Regions from separate parts of the Sus scrofa genome. Here region 2 is linked to region 1. A link is a contact called in public HiChIP or PLAC-seq data. All regions are on one chromosome and are shown on one strand. Each heading gives the region's core, a stretch centred on a gene start, on an enhancer-like site or on the middle of the called end of the contact. The rest is flanking DNA. Distances are from core to core; before and after follow the strand shown. Region 1 has its middle 140 kb from the start of TSPO2. Region 2 holds the start of TSPO2 (translocator protein 2).

Evidence for each region. HiChIP or PLAC-seq counts read pairs in DNA pulled down with a chosen protein or histone mark.
Region 2: an H3K27ac HiChIP or PLAC-seq map of skeletal muscle shows a contact between it and region 1. The contact joins the promoter of TSPO2 here to the enhancer-like site in region 1. A contact is called at or near these places in 9 of 47 Hi-C or Micro-C datasets (brain, embryonic fibroblasts, fetal heart ventricle and 4 more) and 1 of 2 datasets of contacts at active chromatin or transcription factors (skeletal muscle).

Annotation. Positions count from the first base shown.
Region 1 is chr7:36,206,585-36,212,230 of Sscrofa11.1, reverse strand. No RefSeq gene overlaps it. Among named protein-coding and RNA genes, the nearest start is that of TSPO2, 140 kb to the left of the region's middle. Within about 2 kb of position 3,845, at least 3 of the 83 cell types and tissues checked have an H3K27ac peak or open chromatin away from gene starts, as enhancers often do. A contact at or near this core is called in skeletal muscle, where this site is marked.
Region 2 is chr7:36,345,392-36,351,369 of Sscrofa11.1, reverse strand. TSPO2 (translocator protein 2) reads right to left here and starts at 4,343. Exons shown (of 4, transcript XM_021098667.1): 1 at 4,263-4,343; 2 at 11-204. The coding sequence starts at 183. UNC5CL (UNC5C-like protein) reads left to right here and starts at 3,961. Exons shown (of 9, transcript XM_013977897.2): 1 at 3,961-4,265.

The DNA of each region.
Region 1 (5,646 bases), core at 2,596-5,095:
CTGTACATGTCTTTCCCCTCCAGACTCAGTGTCCACAGGCCTGCAGGCACCATGGCGACCATCCAGTCCAGGGGATTTCACATGATAGAGATGCACTACGGAGGTGGGCTGGGGGCTGCTGGGGGTACCGAAAACATTTGCTGTCTCCCATCGCCATAATATGGCTGTCTGATGAGAATGTGCAGATAACCTTAGCAAGTATTAACTATACCAACCCCCACAAAGGGGTAAACGGCTTAAAGATATGGCTACAAAGAAACCACAGATTGAAGATAATTCCTTGAGAGTTCCCCTCGTGTCTCAGCTGTTAATGAACCTGACTAGGAACCATGAGTTTGCGGGTTCAATCCCTGGCCTTCCTCGGTGGGTTAAGGATCTGGTGTTGCCATGAGCTGTGGTGTAGGTCACAGATGCTGCTTGGATCCCACATTGCTGTGGCTGTGGCGCAGGCTGGCAGCTGTAGCTCTGATTTGGCTCCTAAACTGGGAACCTCCATATGCCACAGGTGGGGCCCTAAAAAGCAAAAAATAAAAATAAAAAAGAAATAATTCCTATAAGGCAAGCACAAGTGGGCACCAAGAAATTAGAAAGAGGGGAACTGATCTTTCCCTACTCCTAGGATAAGCTTTCCTGCCATGTGATTAAAACCTCAGTGATAGACTGGCCTTTCTAAACTTAAGACCATTTCTAAGTGACCAAGAAGGCTATCTGAGATGTGAATTTATTACATCCACTGTCTTTTTTTTTTTTTTTGTCTTTTTGCCATTTTCTTGGGCCGCTCCCGTGGCATATGGAGGTTCCCAGGCTAGGGGTCGAATTGGTGGCTGCTGGCCTACACCAGAGTCATAGCAATGTGGGATCCGAGCCGCGTCTGCAACCTATACCACAGCTCACGGCAACGCCAGATCCCTAACCCAGTGAGCAAGGCCAGGGATCGAACCTGCAACCTCATGGTTCCTAGTTGGATTCATTAGCCCCTGAGCCATGACAGGAGCTCCTACATCCACTGACTTTAATAAGAACTTGACCCTAAGTGTATTTTATGGCTTGGTATATTTGTGTATGATTTTTCTAATTTTTGGAATATGTTTTATTGTGAAAGCAATTTATTCTATAGGATGCAGACATAATTTAGAAATACATACAAACTATAAAAAGATAAGTTGCAGAGTTCCTTGGTGGCTTAGCTGTTAAGGATGTGGTGTTGTCACTGTTGTGGTTTAGGTCACTGCTGTGGTGTGAGTTCGATCTCTGGCCCAGGAACGTCTATAAGCTGTGGGCTTGGTCAAAATAAAATAAAATAAAAACAATTTGGCCTAGGTCACTTTCTCACCCCACACAGAGAAAAACCCAAAGCTTTTGGATGATCGGGATCCCATCACTTCTGTCCCATCAGCCCCTGCAGCCACTTCCTCCTTCTCTCACTGACATTCTCTGTGCTCTAGCCACACTGGCCTCCTCACTGTTTATTTTTATTTATTTATTTATTTTTTGCACCCACAACAACAAAAGCCTTTCAGTTTTACACAATCTTTATGAATGTTTTATAAGTCAAATCACCTTGGACAAATTCTTTGGCTATTCTCTTGATCAACTTTATATCCCTAAGATTCATCCATGAGCTACGTAGCTATAATCCTTTCATTTTTCACTCCTGTATAGTAATCCACTATATAATTATACCTGATTTTAAAGGATGTTCTCCTGCTGTTATTTCTATTGGTTGGTTTTAATTTCCTGTTTGAACAGGGCCACCAGGAATACTCTGTCCACATGTCCTGGGCACATGTGCCCACAGACGCGGGTGTACATCATTCACATGACTTTTCACACTTAGGGCTTTTACAAAAGCTCTTCCCTAGGCTTGGACATGCCTCTTCATCGTGCTCTTGTCTGCTAAACTTAAGACTAACTCACACAGTGTCTTCTTTGCCAATCTTCCTCCCACATCTCCACACTCTTGCTTTGTCTGTGCTGCCACTTGAATACTAGTCTCAGCCTACTGAGAAGCACGTTGTGTTGTACTGGCCCTTCTGGTTCTTACTATGCTTGCAAGATGCTCTTTAGCAATAATCTTCAGGAAACTTTGAAAAAAAAGAAAGGTTACAGAACCTGGAAATTGCACAGCACCCCCAGGGCCACACAGTGATATTGAGTGTGTGTGTGGGGTGAGCATGCATGCATGGGCACACACACACCTACACCCTCCCACACATACACACACACTGAGGTTTGGCTTCTGTTGAGGTTGAGGGCGGGGGCCCAGAGTTTTGCAGCCTCACTCTTTTTGTTGTTGTTGTTTTCTTTTCAGGGCTAAAGCTGCGGCATATGAAAGTTTCCTCGCTAGGGGTCAATTTGGAGCTGTAGCTACTGGTCTACACCACAGCCACAGCAATGCCAGATCCAAGCCACATCTGCGACCTACACCATAGCTCATGGCAATGTTGGATCCTTAACCCACTGAACGAGGCCAGCGATTGAACCCGCATCCTCGTGGATGCTAGTCGCATTCTTTATGGCTGAGCCACCACAGGAACTTCCCGACACATTCTTTTCTCCTTCAACAAACATCTATTGAATCGACTCTGTGCTGGGCACTGCCCTATGTGCTGGGAATGAAACAATGAACAAGACTGTGCCCTCAGTGAACCTGCATTTGAATGGGCAAGCTCTGCCCTTAAGTAGCCAACTTTATAGCCCGGGGGAAGCCAAGGGGCGCTGCTTTTAAAAAAGGCTAATGAGGTCTGTGGCTTCAGGTAGATGAAAGGCAAGCAAGATGCCACTTCAGGTCATGGAAAGACAATCCCTGGGGCTGGATGGAAGCCAGAGCTCAGAGCGAATGTCCTTACAGGGCAAGGGTGTCCTTGTTAAGCACATCTGACCCCCTGGCGTTTGCATGATTGGACTGGGTCCCCAGTAAGAAAGCCTAAGCTCATCTTACTTCTCCAACAGCAAGCTTCGTCTGGTAGATCTTCAGTTAATTTCTGTAGAATTAAGTCGACTCTCACCAACCTTTCATCAGGATGTAACCTCCCCAGAAGCTTGGGAGATGAAGGGCGAGCTGGCAGCCCAGTGGCATCTTGGCTGGGGGAGGGGGATAACGTTGCCTTGTTTAGATGCCGGGGATTATTTTAGAGTGTGTGTCACTTGGCTCTGTCTGCTGGAGCCAGCCTTTTCTGGGAAGCTGAAGAGTGGATCTCATCTAGCTTATCATATTAATACCCCCTGAACTCCTACACCCCCGGGCTTTGGGAGTCGGAATGCCTCTGATGCAAAAGTACTAAACTGCTGGGAAATGGGATGTTTGTCAAGGGATGGAAGGCTGGGTCCGGATGCCACGGGCTCCCCAACTTGGTGCGAGGCCCTTGGAATCAGCTGAGTGCCACAATCTCTTGGGGTCCCTTTCCGCTTGGCCACTCCCTTTCTGAGAACGTTTCTCTCTCCCAGGCCTTTGGCTGCTGCCTGTAGGCTGCTCCCTCTTACGAGGCATCCTTGGCCATCAAATAGGCTGCTGTGAATCAGCAGAATTGGCCTTCGGCTTTGGTCTTTGGGGACAGCTGCCTACCTCGTGTGTTTTTGCAGGCTCCCGGGAAAGGGATTTTTTCCCCTACGCATGTCCCCGAAATACCTTCTCTATCAGCCTTTGGATGTTGGGGATGGCTTTCCTGTGGACAAAGCCTTCCATTCCACAATGAGGGCCCCAAATAGAAATGAATGCACATGTGTTTGGCATCGCCCACAACAAGCTGTTCTTGGCCTCGCGCTCCTGCTCGTGCTGTGCCCTCTGCCAGGCATATCCTCCCTATGCCCTCATTTCCCCTACACTGATCCTTTAAGAGGCAGTTCAAACGTTTCTTGCCCTAGGGTGTGTTGTAATTGGTTTCTCTCGATTGCAAGAAACAGACTCACTCAGACCCAGGCTGGTGGGAGAGGGGTGAGGCAAGGATAAAAATAGAAGCAAGAAGGAGGATTGGACGCCTGGACATTCAGGAGAAGGAGACCTAACTATCCGTTCCTCCAGGGTGTCTGCCCCGCAGAGACTTGGAGCTTGAAAGCAGGGATTACGCTTTACTCATGCTGGAAACCTCAGACCTAACACGGAGCCCAGTACCCAGGATACACCCAATAGATGTCTGTTGACTAAATGAATGACCAAGTAATTAAATCCTAAGTATGGGTAGATGATGTCAGCTTTGTCTTTGAGGTACCGATAGTCTAGTTGGAGAACTTGAAAGCAAATGAACATGAAATAATATTAAGAGAGAACCAGTGCATAACAATGGTTAAGACCTGACCCAAAACTTGCAAGATGAATACATCAAAGGAGCCTTAGGGGCAATGAGATTTAGTTAGCAAATAGCCCTGAGAAAGACTTTAATTCACACTAGTGTGCCACTGACTGATGTTAGACTTTTTCTGAGTGCAGGCTTTTTATCTTTGTTCTTTTTAGGGCTGCACCTGCGGCATATGGAAGTTCCCAGGCCAAGGGTCGAACCAGAGCTGCAGCTGCAGGCTTACATCACAGCCACGGCAATGTGGACCTGAGCCACATCTGCAGCCTACGTGGCAGCTTGCAGCAATGCCGGATCCTTAACCCACTGAGCAAGGTCGTGGATTGAACCCGCAGCCTCATGGATACTAGTTGCATTCTTAACCTTCTGCGCTACAACGGGAATTCCAGAGGGCAGACTTTTGATGGGGAAAATTGAATTAGTGTACAGTTTCCTATAGGGTCTCATAAAGGACAGCCAAGGATGGCAAAGGGGAAGGTAGGGGCACAGAGACAAATCTCAAGAGGTCTTGTACGTGCTGGGCTGGGCTGCAACAGTGGGGTGCATTAGATACCACCCCGACTCCCTCAGGCGCATGGTAGTGGATCAGTGATCCCCAGGGGTCTAATCAGATTGGCAGATCCAACAGAAAGAGCAAGGCTGTGCCCTGTGTCTGCTGAGGGAGTGCCTGCTGCTCGTCGTGAATTAACAGGAAGACTCTGGGGTGGCCCTCAGGACTCCACAGTGAACCACAAGGGGCAGCCCCACACTTTCCGATTTCATCAGCTTAAATCAAAGGCCAAGAAAGAAGAGGACTTTGCAGCTCTCTGTCTTAGAGACTGGCCCCGGGTGAGTTCCATACCATTCCTCCTTTTGGTTGGATGTGTTTCTCTGAAAATTCTCACCAAATTTGTAGCCCTTGGACAGGCTCTACCCGCTCTCCAAGGAGAAGCGGTGAATGGTTGTGAGCGATTCCTAGGGTCTCCTCTCACGATGTTTGGTGTCCATCCCAGCACTTGGAATTTCATCTTTTCTTCTACTTGAAATGAAGTAAGTGGCAACTCAACCGAAGCCATGGAGCCCACAACCCTGCTGAACCCACGGAGCCTAACTAGGCTCAGAAAAAATTCAGCTTTTCTCATATTTGTGCAGTGTCTTGAGTTTAACCTGTTTGCCCACATATCCTCCTTTTCTTCTTTTGCTTTTTACTGATTAAACAGCCTTTCGTGGAGAGCTTATTATATGTGAGCACAGTTCTAGGCATTTTAGCATATGGGTTGGGCAGCTGGTAACCGAATGTTCACCTAATTGTGGCTTAAGCAATTCAGACACCCATCTCATGAAATAAGAAAGAAATCCTGGGCAGTTCCCATTG
Region 2 (5,978 bases), core at 3,094-5,593, 140 kb before region 1:
AGGTGCTCACCCTGTGAGAGAGTAGAAAGCCGTCCACACCAGCAGCAGGGCTCTGTGGGATGGGTACCAGGGTGGCTTCCTCAGGTTGTTACACCAACCAGACATCCACCGATGGGTGAGCAGCCAGACCAGGGTGGGTCCCAGGAGCGGCAGGGCCACGAAGGCAACCCCTTGAGGCCGCATTCTCCCCCCCAGAGGCAAAATCTGGGGAGGCAGAGGGGGTTCCTGTTGTGGCTCAGTGATAACCAACCAGACTAGTATCCATAAGGAATGGAGTTTGATCCCTGGCCCCGCTCAGTGGCTTAAGGATCTGGTGTTGCCATGAGCTGTGGTGTAGGTCACAGATGTGGCTCGGATCCTGCACAGCTGTGGCTCTGGTGCAGGCCGCCAGCTGCAGCTCTGATTCAACTCCTAGCCTGGGAACCTCCATATGCTGCTGGTGTGGCCCTAAAAAGCCGCCCTCCCCCCAAAAATCTGGGGAGGCAGAGAGCAGGCTAATGGGGGAACTTCTGCTGTCTCCACATCTGTCCTGCCTACCTGACAGTGCTCCCCAGCCTGGGTGGCTCACAGGAGGTGTAGTCCCATCAGGTGGGCTCCCAGACCCTCCTCTGAGCCATGCTGCCTTCCCCTTTTCCATCATCCATGGCCTTACTCTGTCCTCAGCACTCACTGGGCACTGGGAGTGGACCTTCCAGTAGTGATAACTGCTTCTTAGTGAAGACTCCTCTCTCGCAACGTGGGTCTGACTCCTGGGTCCCTGTCCAGGCCTTGCCCATTTTTTCTGACTCCCGCAGCAGGTGGCATCTAGCCAGACCCTTGATGGGGACAAGAACGCAGCCTCGCTGCCATAACCCACCCAGAAGAACCACGTCTGGCAGAGGCAGGAGCCAGAGATCCCTGGGGGTCTTTTCCAGTCCAGAATCGTCCAGCCTGTCCGCCCCAGACTTATCTCACTGTACCAGACCTGCCAACTCCAGGGGCCCACCCTGCCTGAGCTCCTGCCCGAATTCAAACTCAGCTGAGTGACACTGTGGGTCCCTGTCTCAGAAGCTCTCACCAGCACCTGAGGGGCTGGGGAAGGTTCCCCCCTGGTCACTCAGCTTCCAGGGGGTCTGGGGGGTCACACATACCAGCACCTAGATTTCTTGTGGCCTGACTTCTCAAGGAAACGGCTGCCTGGTCTTTGATGAAAAAGTCGCCACGCTCATTTGTATTTTGCTTTGCATGTCATTCGCATGTGGGATGATGCAGAGACCCGCCCCCGCCTGAGGCCCCCACCCAATATCATGCTTCCCTTTTGCCCTGATATTTCAGCCTCCTCTTTATGATGGACAGATTAGAAGGAAAACAAATGTGGCTTTTCTCCGTGTCGGGAGTGACTGCCAACTCCATCCTTTCCTGTCAAGGGTCCATGAACATGTCCTGGAGGCTCTGGGGACAGGGCCAACCAGCCCGCCTCCTACACATCTTTCTATTTATCTTTCTCTGCTCTTCAGCATTCGCTTCTTCACCTTCTGTCATCCTGTCTATCTCTGTGTTTTCTATTTTTCCATTCCGTTGGAGGCCTTCCCCTCCCCCTCCAATCCTTTTTTCCTATTCTGTCTCCTTCTGGTGTCTCTTTATTTCTTCCCAGGCCTGGGTTCCCCTTACCTCTGGCAGCACACCTCCCAGACTGAGGGCCCGATGATGTATGGTGTGGCGGGCAGAGGAGGGTGGGGGTGGGGAAAAGGGTGGAGGGAGGCTCCCAGCCTTTCTCCAGTGACAAGTGTGATGACATTGGCTGGGGAGTCCAGGTTGTTGCCTGCATATGGTCCAGAAGGCTTCTTTCTTTTTCTTTCTTTTCTTTTCTTTTTTTTTTTTGCTTTTTTAAGGGCCTCACCTGCAGCATATGGAAGTTCCCAGGCTAGGGGTCGAATCAGAGCTATAGCTGCCAGCCTATACCACAGCCATAGCAACACCAGATCCAAGCAGTGTCTGCAAACTACACTGCAACTCATGGCAACGCAGGATCCTTAACCCACTGAAGGCGGTCAGGGATCAAACCCACATCCTCATGGATACTAGCTGGGTCGTTACCGCTGAGCCACAATGGGAACTCCCTAGAAATGGTTCCTTTCAGCAGGGGTCCCCTGATCTGGAGAGGACCCTTGAGGGGCTGGTTGGGGCTTTGGCACTATGAGACCCGTACCTCCAGAGACAGTTGAACACCTGGCTGAGAGCCTACTGGTGCCTATGATCTCTGCATCCTAGGAACCAGCTTTGGGTCCACAGGAGTGGCAGGGACCCTCACATTTTCCTAGGACCCTCCTATAACTGGGGCTGTTCCCAAGTGAGGCAAGCACCAGCTTCAGAGACGGTCTCATGAGACGTAGTCACGTAGTGGGCATGGCTGTTCCTGGCCTGGAATCAAGCTTGACAGATGTTGCACAAACCCCCAGAAACTCATGACTCAGAGGAGAAGGCAGCATCCTGTGTGACTCAGACAGAATTTGCTCAGCAAAGACTAACACCTTCCCTCTTCGTCTCTATCACAGTTCTGAGCACCTGCTCCTTGCTGGTCCTTTAGGCATGAGGTCCCCTCTCCAGGTTGGCCGCTCTCCAACATTCCCTTGCCCCTTCCGTCCCCTTTGGGGACCTGGGCACCCTTTAGAGGGGTTTATCCCCTTCTCCCAGAAAGGCCGAAGAGGGCAGGGGTTTGCAGTCCAGGACAAGAGGCTGGAGAATCATTAGCTAAGACCAAAGCAGCAGCAATTAGTTACTTATTTTCTGCAAAGACAATCACTGTGGGGCTGGGGGAGTTTACATGCTTCCTCTGCTGCTGGATGCCAGACCATGGGGACAAGTTACCACTTACGGAGCAACCATGTCGTGGTACGCACTTGATTAGCTCAATAATGGCCATCATTATGCCTCACGAGGTAAATATTATTATGTGCATTTGATAGGCAGGGGAAGGGAGACTCAGAGGGGTTGAGCAATGGGCCTCCGATGGCACAGCCCGCAGGTGGGTCACCAGGTTCAGGGCTGGCAGTCTGGCTCCAAAGTACTTCCTCTTTCCTCTCATCTGGCTCACTCATTCATCCAAGTCTTTATTTATTTAAAAAAAAATTTTTTTTGTTCTTTTTATGGCCGTGCCTGCAACATATGGAGGTTCTCAGGCTAGGGGTCCAATTAGGCTGTAGCCGCCGGCCTACGCCACAGCCACAGCAACGCAAGATCCAAGCCACATCTGCGACCTACACCACAGCTCATGGCAATGCTGGATCCTTAACCCACTGAGCATGGCCAGGGATCGAACCCAAAACCGCATGGTTACTAGTCTGATTTGTTTCCACTGCACCACAACAGCAGTTCCCTGCAGTGAGATCCTTACCTCATGGTGCTATAGTGGGAACTCCCTCATTCAAACTTTTATTGAACACCTGCTATGGATTGGGCTATACCAGGAGCTGAGGATACAGAGCAAACAGCTGGAAAAAAAATCCCTCTGTACACAGAGATCTCACTCCAGTGGCAGTGTCTAAGGAAGGATAGGCTGGCAAGCGTTCTCCCCTAGGTGGCAGCATCCATGTGGGCCATGGAAAGAGCCTTGGGTAGGGAGCTGATATGGGTACGTCCCAAGGCTGCCAGCAACTTGTGGGTCATTAACTCCCTGAGTGCTTCCACCATCATACTGTGCAGGAAGGGGTGGGACTAGGCATGGTCTAAGCTCCCTGGACAGGCTGCAGTGGCATCACTGGCTTCTAAGATGTAGAACATCAGGCCCCACCCAGACCTACAGGATCAGAACCCGCATTCTAACACGGTCCCTGGTCCTTCTGGTGGTTTGTGTACACATTACAGTCTGAGCAGCTCTGGTTAGGGTTCCTCTTACCTTGTGCCTTTTCAATAGCCTCCGGCTAGGGACGGCACTGACCAGCAGAGGGCACTGTGGGGAGGTTTCCCCTGTACCCAGGTTGTCCCCTCTGTCCCCTCCCTTCCAGACCTAGACTGCTAAGTCCACTGACTTATGGGATCCCCAGCTACTCCCTTACCTTAGCTGGACTTTGCCAACAGACAGGGACAGAGTCCCCCACCCTCCTTTAGGGCGTCCGGGGCCAGGGCTCTGCCGGGAAGCAGAAAGCGCCAGGCCACACCCGCCTGGATTCCCCGCCCACCTCCACTTGTCTGCTGGCCTGGTGACGGGGTCAGGCTGACCTCTCTATTTCTCAGAGAAGGAACTCCTGTTCCTGGACAAGCCGGCAGCCTCTGGGAGCACTTACCCGGTAAGGGGAGCACCCCCTGGTGCAGCTGGGGAGGGTTGGGTATTCCGACGACGGGGCCACCTGGGGCTCAGGGGAGGAGCCTGGCCCGCTCAGCCAGACCTGGCAGAGTGTGGAGACCCTGCACTGGAGGAGGCGAGGAGAAAGGGGCTTGAGGGAGGGCCACTGCCCAGGGCATGTGAGGACCAGGGGTCAGCGCTACGAGAATATAAACTGGGCTGATGAATGCTGCCTAGGACTTAGGTTTGGACTCATTCATCGCAGTACAATTTAGATCCTTCACTAACTAGAGACGGTTCAGGGATTGAGTTGACGCAATAGGAACTGGTGACATGGGAGAAGAGTTGAGTGTTTCCTTAAAGGATAAGAGCAGGGCTTTGGCCCAGGAGCCTAGATCCTTGTGGTGGAGGAGGCGATTCCCCAGGGACAGGTGATGGTGGCATCCTTAAGGCCCCCCATCTGCGGAGAGTGCTACCCAGGATGATCCTGGGGCTGGGACAAGGCAAACTGGAGGCGGGGTTAATAAAGAGTCAGGCGTGGGGCTGGGGTGACGGGGCTCCGGTCTGCACTGACCTGGTTGCTGTGCTGTAGATGATCGACCCTTCCCCCTCCTGGGGCTAAGGGGAGGATAGAGAGCTGTCAGTCTTGGAGAAGGGGGGCCGAGCTAGAGGGGGAGGAGTTAACCTGCTGCAGAACCCATAATGAATGGGGCGCTGTGAGACACCCTCCCGATTGGAAGGGTGGGCAAGGGAACTCCGCTGGGCCACCCAATGGGGTGCAGGGGATTTGATTCTGGTCTTTGGAGGTGTCAGGGGAAGGTTGTTGCTATAGAAACAGCGAGCCCCCCATTTCTTTCCCCATATCTGGCACCTTGGTGGGCACAGGGTGGGGGGGTACCACTTGCTGTGGCACCAAGGATGTGCCTTCAGCTCCTTCTATTTATTGTTTCTTCAATTTATCTTTGTGTCTCTCTCTTCCAACTTCATTTCCTCTCGCAGTGGACAGGAAGAGACCCCCCCGGGGGGAACAGAAGGGGCAGAGAAAGAGAAAGGGGGTGTTTCTGGAAGCTCTTGTCGTCTCTGCTCATCCTTCCCTTCTGCCTTCAGTTGCAGCTTAATCTTCTACCCTCTGTCCCCACTGGGAGGGGAGAGAAAACTTGGCTTCCTTATCTGTGAAATGGAGATAAAAATAACAGCTAGTTCATAAAGTCGCTGTGAGGCTCCAATGAGCTCGGCCACGTAGAGCGCTTTAACACCCTGGCACGGAGTAGAGCTCCTTGGACGTTAGCTACTATGATTACGGTTATAATTCCAATTATCTTTACAGTGGAGGGACCAGAAGGATTGGCTGCAAATGAAGGGGAAGCCAGCAGCTCTGACCCCCCCATTCCCACCGGATCTGGGGCATTGCCAGCTTGCTACTTCATGGGTGGGCTCCACCAGAGCCACACCCCAGAGTTGGATTTTTAAGGCTAGGGGAGCAATGCCACTCCTTCGATTCTTGTCTACATTTTCTTTTTTTGTCTTTTTAGGGCTGCACCCGTGGCATATGGAAGTTCCCAGGCTAGGGGTCGAAATGGAGCTGCAGCTGCCAGCCTACACCAACAGCCACAGCAACTCAGGATCTGAGCTGCGTCTGCGACCTACACCACAGCTCACGGCAACGCCGGATCCTTAACCCCCTGAGCGAGGCCAGGGCTCGAACCTGTGTCCTTAT